Regions from separate parts of the Zea mays genome. Here region 1 is linked to region 2. Evidence: chromatin contacts called from public Hi-C data. All regions are on one chromosome and are shown on one strand. Each heading gives the region's core, a stretch centred on a gene start, on an enhancer-like site or on the middle of the called end of the contact. The rest is flanking DNA. Distances are from core to core; before and after follow the strand shown. Region 1 overlaps LOC100192558. Region 2 overlaps LOC100274309 (Double-stranded RNA-binding protein 2).

Region 1 (4,676 bases), core at 411-2,910, 440 kb after region 2:
CTGAAGAGCTGAAGCCGGTCTGTACTGAGGAGCCGGAGCCCCAAAAGGTAGCTCCACCTCCGTCGTTGTTCCTTGTGTAGCCAGACGCGTACAACAATTAGTATGTGGCAGTTGTAGCAACAATCAAGTAAGCAGCATCTGGCAGGAAGCAGCAAGTAGTAGTGTTTTAGGAGCTGCCATGTTCTATGAAGTAGCAGCGAGCAGCGTTTAGCAAGTAGCGGCAAGTAGTGACGGGTTTATGCATTAAGTTCAGCAAGCAGCAAGTTCGGCAATAGCAGTAGAGACGTTTTGCCAAACGATTTATAAAAATGTATTGGCTTTTGCAGAGAAGCTACTCTTTTGGAAAAGTTGGAGCCAGAGCCATTTTTTAAAGAAGCCGGAGCCCTCCCAAACAGAGCCAAAGTCTCTATAAGAAACCATAACAGGTAAAAAGTGAACCATTATTCCCTTATCTAAGGTTCGAAGACAGGGGGTAAAGGGACTATTAATGACTAGTCCCACCGTCCCTATCACATTGGTCTTATTCGGTTATTTTCAATCCATATGGATTGGGGGATTGATACGGATTGAGAGAGATTTTGACTTACTAGGAATTGAAACCCCCTCAATCCCCCTCAATCCATATGGATTGGGGTAGAACCGAACAAGCCCTTAGCACGCTGGCCGAAACCTTAGAACCAAGGTTGCGAGCCTGATTTGATGGCAAAAATTTAGTTGCTAAGTCTTAGGCAAGTTAAGATTTTTGGTGGCCATTTGGTTTAGTATTAAAGTTTATCAATATTTTATAGTTGGTATGTCAAATCTATAGCAAATACTTTTGCTAAGTTTTGGCAACTTTTTGTTGCCAAATTTTGGACATGACAAATTTGGTAGTCAACCAATCCTACCCCGAGCGACTTAGAAGTTGTTTGGTTCCACCGCTACCTATCACATCAAATGTTTAATTGACAATTACGAGCATTAAATATAGTCCAATCATAAAAATAATTAAACATACATACTACTCCCTCCGTGTTTTTTTATTTGTCGCTGGATAGTGTAATTTTGCACTATCCAGCGACAAATAAAAAGAAACGGAGGGAGTACATGATAAGACAACTTTATTAAGTCTAATTAAGCATATACTCCCTCCGTTCTAATTTATAAATTCATTTTTTATTCTTGTCCCATAATATAAAATGTGCCCTCTCTAATATACATATATCGATACAGTAGTATAAATAGAATTAAATATATTTTTTAGTTTTTAAACCAAGGGTGTTACAGCTTATATATGCTTATATATTGAGAAGGATGAGTATTTAATACTCGTAAAAATTCGATTTGACACGGAACTTTGGCCTGAGAACCAAACGCCCCCTTACACTTCGCCATCAAAAGCGCGACTGGCACATCAAAAAGCGAGTCGGGCCGTTGAGCCGTCATATCGGCGGCTCAAGCACTGAGGCACAACACAGCGTGTCGAACAATGGACATTTATATCCCAGATAAATGCCGATGCTACCACAAGCATAAACACAGTGCGCCCGAGCCCGATGATGCAGCGACGATGACACCATCGAATTAACATGATGTCCTGGTAGGACTAGGGAGCGAGGACCCAGGAGATAGATACCAAGCTCCACACTACTGGTTGATGCTTTTGGTTCAATCGATCTGAGCACCCATGAGGCCATGATCACTGCAATTTTGGTTGGTGATCCTTTCACTTCAACGTGGTGTGTGTCTGGGTGGTTGGGGGGGGGGGGGGGGGGGGGGGGGGGGGGGGGGGGGGGGGGGGGTGGGGGGGACCGCGAGTCCTCAAATACAGCCATTACTCTGCTGGTCAATGCATAGTTAATGGTTTGCTTGCTGTTAGATCCGACCATCTGACGTCATTCGGTCAGAAGAGACGGCATGGTAGAATACACTTTTTCTTTCCGTTTTTGCCGTGGTGATAAGATGCCAAAGAATGAGGGGGCTTTTATCATGGATTGCTATCATCATTACAACACAATACCTGAGCAGTCGGCAAGAAGAGAATGTACAACGGTTGCAATGGATCCCCCACTTTTGCGGTGAGGCAATAAAATGGGCATCTGGGCTAGGGTTGCCGATTGTGTCGGCAGCAAGGAATGGGGATTCAGCCTTTTTTTTTTGTCTTTTGGTGTACTTGGCTTTAAAAAATGAGGTCAGTTGGGGTCCTAGCACTCGTCTATGGACACTGCCTTGGAGGCATCCAGGTAATTCAGTCGGCAGGTACCTAGGAGGAATTCCGGGAGTTCTTCATTTGTGTTTCCCTGCATGAGGCAAATAATGAATTTAAAGCATGTACTAAGTGATAGTAGAAAGAAATATAAATCTTCTGTGATCTCTGCGGACGTATGCTCAACTTTAAGGCAATTTTAATGTGAACATGCGTTTTGTGAATAAGCTAGATGCACGATTGTCTTAAATCTTCTGTGATCTTTACAGATGTATGCTCAATCTTGAGGAAATTTCATATGAACAGGGGTTTTGTGAATTAGCTAGATACACGATTGGATACCTGTACCAAGAAGGCCATTTCGATCACAAGATTGTTCAAGTAGCCAAGCACTAGGCTCACCACACCTCGTGCCACCGTTGATGAACCAATATCAACTCCAAGCTGGAAAATTACAGGCAAAGCTGTTCAGAGCTGAATATACCTTCTGGGGTCGCAGAAAACTTATTTGTGTTGTAACATGCAACGTTGTCAGAAAAGTAAGTTTAAATCCAACAGATATGTAACAAGTCAAAGGCAACCTCTAGAATATTTGTTGTCCTTATCACAGATTTTGCTTTGCAGATATAACATGAAATAATAACAAAAAATGCATAATAGTGGTAAAAAGGAATGCAAGCTGACATTACTTTTGCAATTGTACACTATGCAGAGAGAAATATAATCATAACAAGTCAAATTAACTGCTAGAAATCCAGTAGGAACAAAAACACACGGCAAGGCTGCATTTGGATGATAAAACATAGTAGAATGTTACAAGAGAAGCTAACAGATGACATGCTTATAGCTTACCTCCAAATAGTTTCTTCCACGAAAATAATTGATTTCTAATGCTTGTCCAACCAAGCAAGCTTTCTTGCCCACACTCTGTTTAACAATCCAAGATCCCTAAATAGACACACATTCCAAAAATAAGATATTGACAGTTTACTGAGTACAGCTTAAAACAGATCAAATAAGGCTCAAAGTGCAAAACAAACCTTTGAGATGTAAGGAATGAGCTTGAACCTTGAATTTCTGAATGCATCATCTCCATTTACAAATCTTTCAAGCAGAGGGACCTTTTCTAATGGTGTATCCATCATATAATACAAAGCTAAGCTGTATGTGGTTGAACCAGGAACCTGTACTCATCCAGTCATAAACAAGGAATTAAATTGTTGTACATCATGTGACATATCAAGTATCAACCCATGTATACACCCAAAAAAAATAGTCCACCTGAATGTTTACAATGAAGAAGAATCGGGTGCCCCCTTGTGCTGCACATTTCTACATAAAAGCTATTGGTAAATATCTTCATTATTGCTGCCGAAACAAAATTATTTGCTTTAGCATGAGGTACCTGGACTAGCCCCCCAGGGCGACCAGCTAGATCATCCTCACGCTTATCAGATTTTATCCAGTCAGCACCTACCATTTGCATCAGGGTACTATTTGCCTTGATCTATCAAAGTTACAGGTAAGTTGTATCAGTATCATCACGGTATCTTGAACCAACCATTTAGGAGTTATACTGAACTATGGTGTTTCCCTACAGTTTGCTTTTCAGAAAGGTAGCAGTAGTGAATAGTGATAACATGGATAGGACAATTATCCTGAAAGCTGCCCTTCCGCACAGTAAACCACTACCAAAGAGTTTATGTTCAAGTTTTTTTGGCATCTAACTAAGATATTTAAATCTAGGGATGAAAACAGATAATTATTTGGATATCAATTTTTTGTCTTTTTTATTGCAAATAAATATGATATAAAATCTACTATGCAAATTTGTATTCTTGTTTTTTAGCATTGAGCTTGTAAAGATTCATAAAAGCTAAAGCTCAAATTTATCATATATTTTATAAAATTCGGATACAGATTTAGATATTTTTTCACCTTTTTTGTAGGGAGCAAATAACGCATAAAACAATTTATGTAAATTTTATTCTTATTTGTAATAATGTGGTTGATAACATAAGAAAAGATCAGCATCAAATTTCATACATATCTATTTTAAAATATTAAAATTTTCCTAACAATTTGGATACCGCTTTCATCCCTATTTAAATCAGTTTCTTTTTAGGATTTGATCTTTGCAGTATATCAAGCAACCTTTATACGATCGTGCAAATAAGTCTCTCCCCGGATTAAGAATGTTGTAGGATCTGTCATTGCCCAAGTAGAAGGCACTGTATAGCTCGAATCTTTGGGAAGAGTATATCCATAGCAACATGGCCCATTATCAGCATCTGCAGCTCCCTGTAAGTCAATGTATCCTCTTTTCTGAACTGAAATAGAGGAAAAAAAAGAAAAGGAAAGATCAAAACTAGAACAACAGAAGAAAAAAATAAAACTGTTGGCCATTGGGCAGAAACTGTAACATACCTGCAAGATCATGCAACCTTTTTACAAAAACAGCAGCAGTGGACAGTTTAGCGTGACGCTGGTC
Region 2 (4,713 bases), core at 863-3,362:
CCAGCTCAAGGGCCGAAACTTGTGAGGCCTGTTCAATTGAAGGATGTGCAAGATCAACCAAGGAAGGAAACAGCTCCATCCGTGATCCCTGTTCAGGTAAAGGACGTGCAATACCAATCAAGGAAGAGCTCAATGTCTCCTGTGATTCCTGTCGTGGTAAAGGATGCACAACGCCAGCCTCTCCCAGTTCAGACGAAGGATGTGCAAACCCAAACCCAAGCCCCAAAGGAATCACTTGCAGATCCAATTCCAGCAATCAGGCCTGCAGTCAAGATTGATTTGCCTGCTCAAGGCAAGAAGGAAGCTTCAGCTGGTGCTACCAGCGAAGCGCCATCTTCTGCCACTGGCAATAATGGTGCTATGGAACGCGGTACATCATCAGACGTTCTCTTGGCAAGGCGATCAAGGGCTGCTGTGGACGGGGATGGCGACAAGGTGGAAGCAAAGCACGAGGCCGAGGCTCAAGCGGTGGCAGAGGCAGCCATCAGGCAGCTGGAGATCAATTGACTTCAGAAAATGCGCGCCACCATCTTCTCCCAGATTTTGTAATTAGCTGCCTTGCCTCCTGTGCACATTCCGTTCTGCTTAGTCCGTGTATGTCTTGTTCCGGTTAGGGCTGTCTGGGCAAGCTGCATTGTGGTAGGAACACCTAGGTTTTCTGTTGAGGAGAAAAAAACATGGAGTGGTGGTAGGCGGTTTGCCCAGTGTTTAGTTGGAGACGGTTATTACTTCGCTGGATATGCAATTGGTCTGCTTTTACCCCCGAATGATGAGGTGGACTGCGAGGTGCCTCTAAGGGAAGGATTCTGAATTCCTAGTTATTGTCGAACCGCCGTAATCCTATCCAGCTTCTTTTTTACTAGTAGTACTACAATGCAAATGATGATGCATTGGTGGTTGGTGTATGATGAAAAGTGGAGATGGGTTTTTATGCCGCTTTTCGTCCTGGCTACTACAGTATGATGAAAAGAGAAATCGTTGGATGAACAAAAGACTGGTTGGTAGATTTCTGTTGCGCGTCATCCTTGTGGGTAATCTGAACCACTTCCGTATGGATTTTGGCCGTGACGTTGTCCGGTCCAGCCCTTGGCAACTGAGCCTTGGGGGTTGGGACCACGCCTATCGCTCTCGCTTCGCTCGTCATGTGCTTTACACATCTCGTCGTCGTCCGAAAGAGTTACACAGAAAAACCGAAGGGTTTGGTCGCACTAGAAACTAACTAGAAATTGGTTGCTGCTGGGTCGTGACCACATACCAGACACTTGGCTCCGTCCAAAAGCCAGCCACGGCTGATGAATTGATGATGATACGATCAGAACCGCATCTCCGCTCCTTTTTTTTCTCCCTAGGAAAGAACAAAAGGGCGATCAGAAGGCAGGATCGCAGCTGCACTGCGCTGCGAGGCAGGGCCAGGCTGCATGCCGAGCATGTGTGCGGCCTGATCGCACAATGATGGACAAATGCTCGCCTGTGGCGCCTGCCGCCGCGGTTCCTGCCCATTTTGACCTGCCTACAGCGTGCTGACCCGACCCCCAGCGCAACAAGCCAAGCGAGGCCACAGGAAACACTCATCGTCGCGGCATTGCCGTTGCCGTCAAGTGGAAACTGCCGTCTTGGCCGCTGGCCGCGTACAAATTAAACATGTCCGCTTGCCGTTCTGCTGCACTGCACACTCTGGCCGGTGGTCTGGCCGAAACAGAGAAGAGATGAATAGAGAGAAACAGAGGAGGGGTAGACAACGGGCCACGGCACAGCCGCACAGCAACTAGTACGACGTGCCAGTACAGCGGCCATGACATGAATGCCACTCTGGTCGAGGCAGAGCCGCAGAGGCGTCTAGCGTAGGGGCTGCCCCCTGCCTGCTTCAGTGGACAGTGGTTCGTCTGACCGGCAAGCAATTCTCGCAATGAATTTCGATGGACGAGGGGGGGGGGGGGGGGGGGGGTGGGGGGGTCGGCGGCGGCGAGTAGCGTGGAGCCATGGACGGATAGGGGCGGGCGAGCCAGCAAGGAGGGAAGGCAGTGTCTCTCAGATGCGAGGAGGGAGAGAAGCCGGACGCGCGCCATCGTTTTCTTGCCTGCTGTGCCCGACAGAGGCGGCAATTATTGGAGGGGCGGCAGAGGCAGGCAGCTGAGCTAGCCGCACCATAGATGCGCAGCGCAGCATGCCGTGGACGGCCCAGCCAACAGGTGGCGCCGATTTATGGCGCACTGATGGCGTCCAAACGTGGAGTTTATTGCGGCCTCGCCATCGCGTTCGCGTCCCGGTCTCGCTCGCCTCGAGATTGGCGTGGGCTACCAAGAACAGAGAGAGAACAGAATCAGCACCGGCACTAGCCCGTGAGACACGAGTTGCAAGAATGCGTTTCTGTTCTTCGATGCCTCGAATCCGCGGCAGCTAGCGTCCGTCGACTAGCCTATTCCCAGCGCGAGTTTCACTGCATCGTTTACAGGAATGCCACGTCAACTTTTTTCCTATCAAAACCGTGAGGTTTATCTAAAATAAATTCTCATCTCCCATAAACTCTCTCTCTCTATCTCTCTTTTATTAAATCATTGTCATGTCACCATACTTTTTATTGGGGGGGGGGGGGGGGGGTTTATTGAAGATTAAACTCAGATGAAGTCACCATTGGAAATATCTTTATAACAATCACAATACAAGTTTAAGTTATCTCCAGCAGCTACCGAATGTGGTTGTGCATGCGTTGAACACCAAAAGTGACGGTCCGGCCTTAGAACTCGGATAGTCCGTGCCCCCACGATCAGATTGACTCGAGCGATTATCCTTATCTCGTGCGTGATTATCTATCTAATCATGTTGGATCTGTTGGTTATCGCCTAGGAACAAGTCCAGAACTCTCCCTATATATATGAAAGGGTACGACCGATTGAGAACCCCGAACACATTCTAATCGAAACAATATATTTACCTGCATTTATCTTTCATGCCTTAGGAGTAGACATAGCGTAGCCTTAGCTTAGATCTATTTGTGGCCTAGCACAACCATCTCTCTTCGACTCTACGTCGACCAGAGACGTCCCGGGTGGCCTGCCGATCGCGGGACACGCCTTGGAACTCTCCTCCTCAACGGGATCTCTCCCTAGGGCGAGTTCTAGGGTTCTTTGTGGAGAAGACCATCTACGCCATCGCGGACCATTCGTCCCAGAGCGCGGACCATACGGTCAGCGCGCAGGGAAGACCCGCTCCCGCAGCGGGATCGTGGACCGTCGGTCCCGTGCTATGGACCGTCCGCGCTGCCCCTGGGAGCGTCGTTAGGCAGCCTAATGACCTGTCACGGCCTGCCGCCGCTGTCCACCTCACAGAGCCGAACTCTAGGTATTGATCATCACGAGAAGGCCCTAGACTTCGTTGTTGTTTGGTCCCAAATAGATGGTGGCCATCACAGAGGTGACTCAGTACTCTAAAGATCTTCAATTTTATTCGACCCTACATCATCTAAAGGTGTCAAGTACAGACATGCGGTTCATTCCAGTGTTTTGTGTCAGATCGGCGCCAATATACGTTTTGGAGACTCCGCTGGAGACGAAAAGATCGAATCTATCATATATGATCTAGTAAATTAGATATATTAAGTTAGACCTATTAGATCGACCACCATGACCGATCACAAATATCACAACAACGTTGCCCCAGGCAACAACACAATGCTGACTAACTCGCCGGCTGCTGAGGATGATAAATTAGAAGACTACATGAAGAGGTTGAACGAGGAGCTCTAGCAACAAGAGGCTCAGATATACAAGTTGACAGAGAAGTGGTACCTCTCGCACTTCAAGATAGATCGCCACCAGAAGGTCGTTCGAGAGAGAAATAAACAATGATTCCATGTCAACCTTGCTTGGCCGGTTCATCACTTTTAGTGGCGTCGCACCATTCGACAATATTCAATATATTAAAATCGCTTTAGATGATCGGATTAAAAGTGTGATAGAGGATATAGGGAAAATGAGCATGCATTTGAAAAAAAACTCATACGCCCGATTTTTTGTCATATGAATTGGGCACCGAAATAGCTATGCCAATAACATCGGCAACAAATGGGTTTTCTTAGTCCCAGCCATATTGTGGTATGCCGATGAACTCATATCCGAGACAACTGATATCGTCATCTTTGCTATGTGGTAGATTGGATCTGAGCACAGCTGAACAATCCGCGTATGACCCCGGATAGTCCGACCCTCCATCAGACCGTCCGACCCCTTACGCTGGATAGTCTAGAGGCACACAGAGCTCACCACAAGGCTCGTAGGCAATACCCGACACGACCAGACCATTCGAGTATAGTACCGGACCGTTGAGAGCACCTAGAGGGGGGTGAATAGGTGATCCTGTAAAAATAGCTCAACAAAAACAAACTTGGCCTAAAGTGGATTAGTAATATCAAAACCAAGTTTGAATGAAGAGCGAGAGAAGAGAGGATTTCTTCACCAAATTGCTCTCACAAGATGAGTGTTAAACTTAGAGCAATATTATAAGTGAAGAGACGTTCTAGAAAGAATAGAATCGCAGTAAAGTGAAATAGACATGTGACATGGCGATTTTTATCCCGTGGTTCGGTCAAGTGTAAAAGGCTTGCCTACTCCATGTTGTGGCATCCCAATGGACGAGGGTTACACTCAGCCCCTCTCAAGTGATCCAAAGATCAACTTGAATACCATGATTTTCTTTCTTATCTAAGTTTATCCCGTT

The links. Hi-C and Micro-C count contacts between places; a contact is called where the count stands out from the background.
Region 1: a contact with region 2 is called in a Hi-C map of ear, with 2.3 times the contacts expected there. The contact joins two enhancer-like sites. A contact is called at or near these places in 3 of 25 Hi-C or Micro-C datasets (ear, endosperm and tassel).

Annotation. Positions count from the first base shown.
Region 1 is chr1:236,467,586-236,472,261 of Zm-B73-REFERENCE-NAM-5.0, forward strand. LOC100192558 reads right to left here. Exons shown (of 22, transcript NM_001365537.1): 15 at 4,613-4,676; 16 at 4,340-4,515; 17 at 3,591-3,692; 18 at 3,467-3,517; 19 at 3,226-3,369; 20 at 3,038-3,133; 21 at 2,528-2,629; 22 at 1,899-2,279. The coding sequence ends at 2,184. Among protein-coding and RNA genes, the nearest start is that of LOC100192558, 12 kb to the right of the region's middle. Within about 2 kb of position 1,661, at least 11 of the 20 cell types and tissues checked have an H3K27ac peak or open chromatin away from gene starts, as enhancers often do. A contact at or near this core is called in ear, where this site is marked.
Region 2 is chr1:236,026,384-236,031,096 of Zm-B73-REFERENCE-NAM-5.0, forward strand. LOC100274309 (Double-stranded RNA-binding protein 2) reads left to right here. Exons shown (of 3, transcript NM_001148672.1): 3 at 1-799. The coding sequence ends at 507. LOC103643447 (a long non-coding RNA gene) reads right to left here. Exons shown (of 2, transcript XR_561009.3): 2 at 4,669-4,713. Among protein-coding and RNA genes, the nearest start is that of LOC103643447, 5.4 kb to the right of the region's middle. Within about 2 kb of position 2,113, at least 16 of the 20 cell types and tissues checked have an H3K27ac peak or open chromatin away from gene starts, as enhancers often do. A contact at or near this core is called in ear, where this site is marked.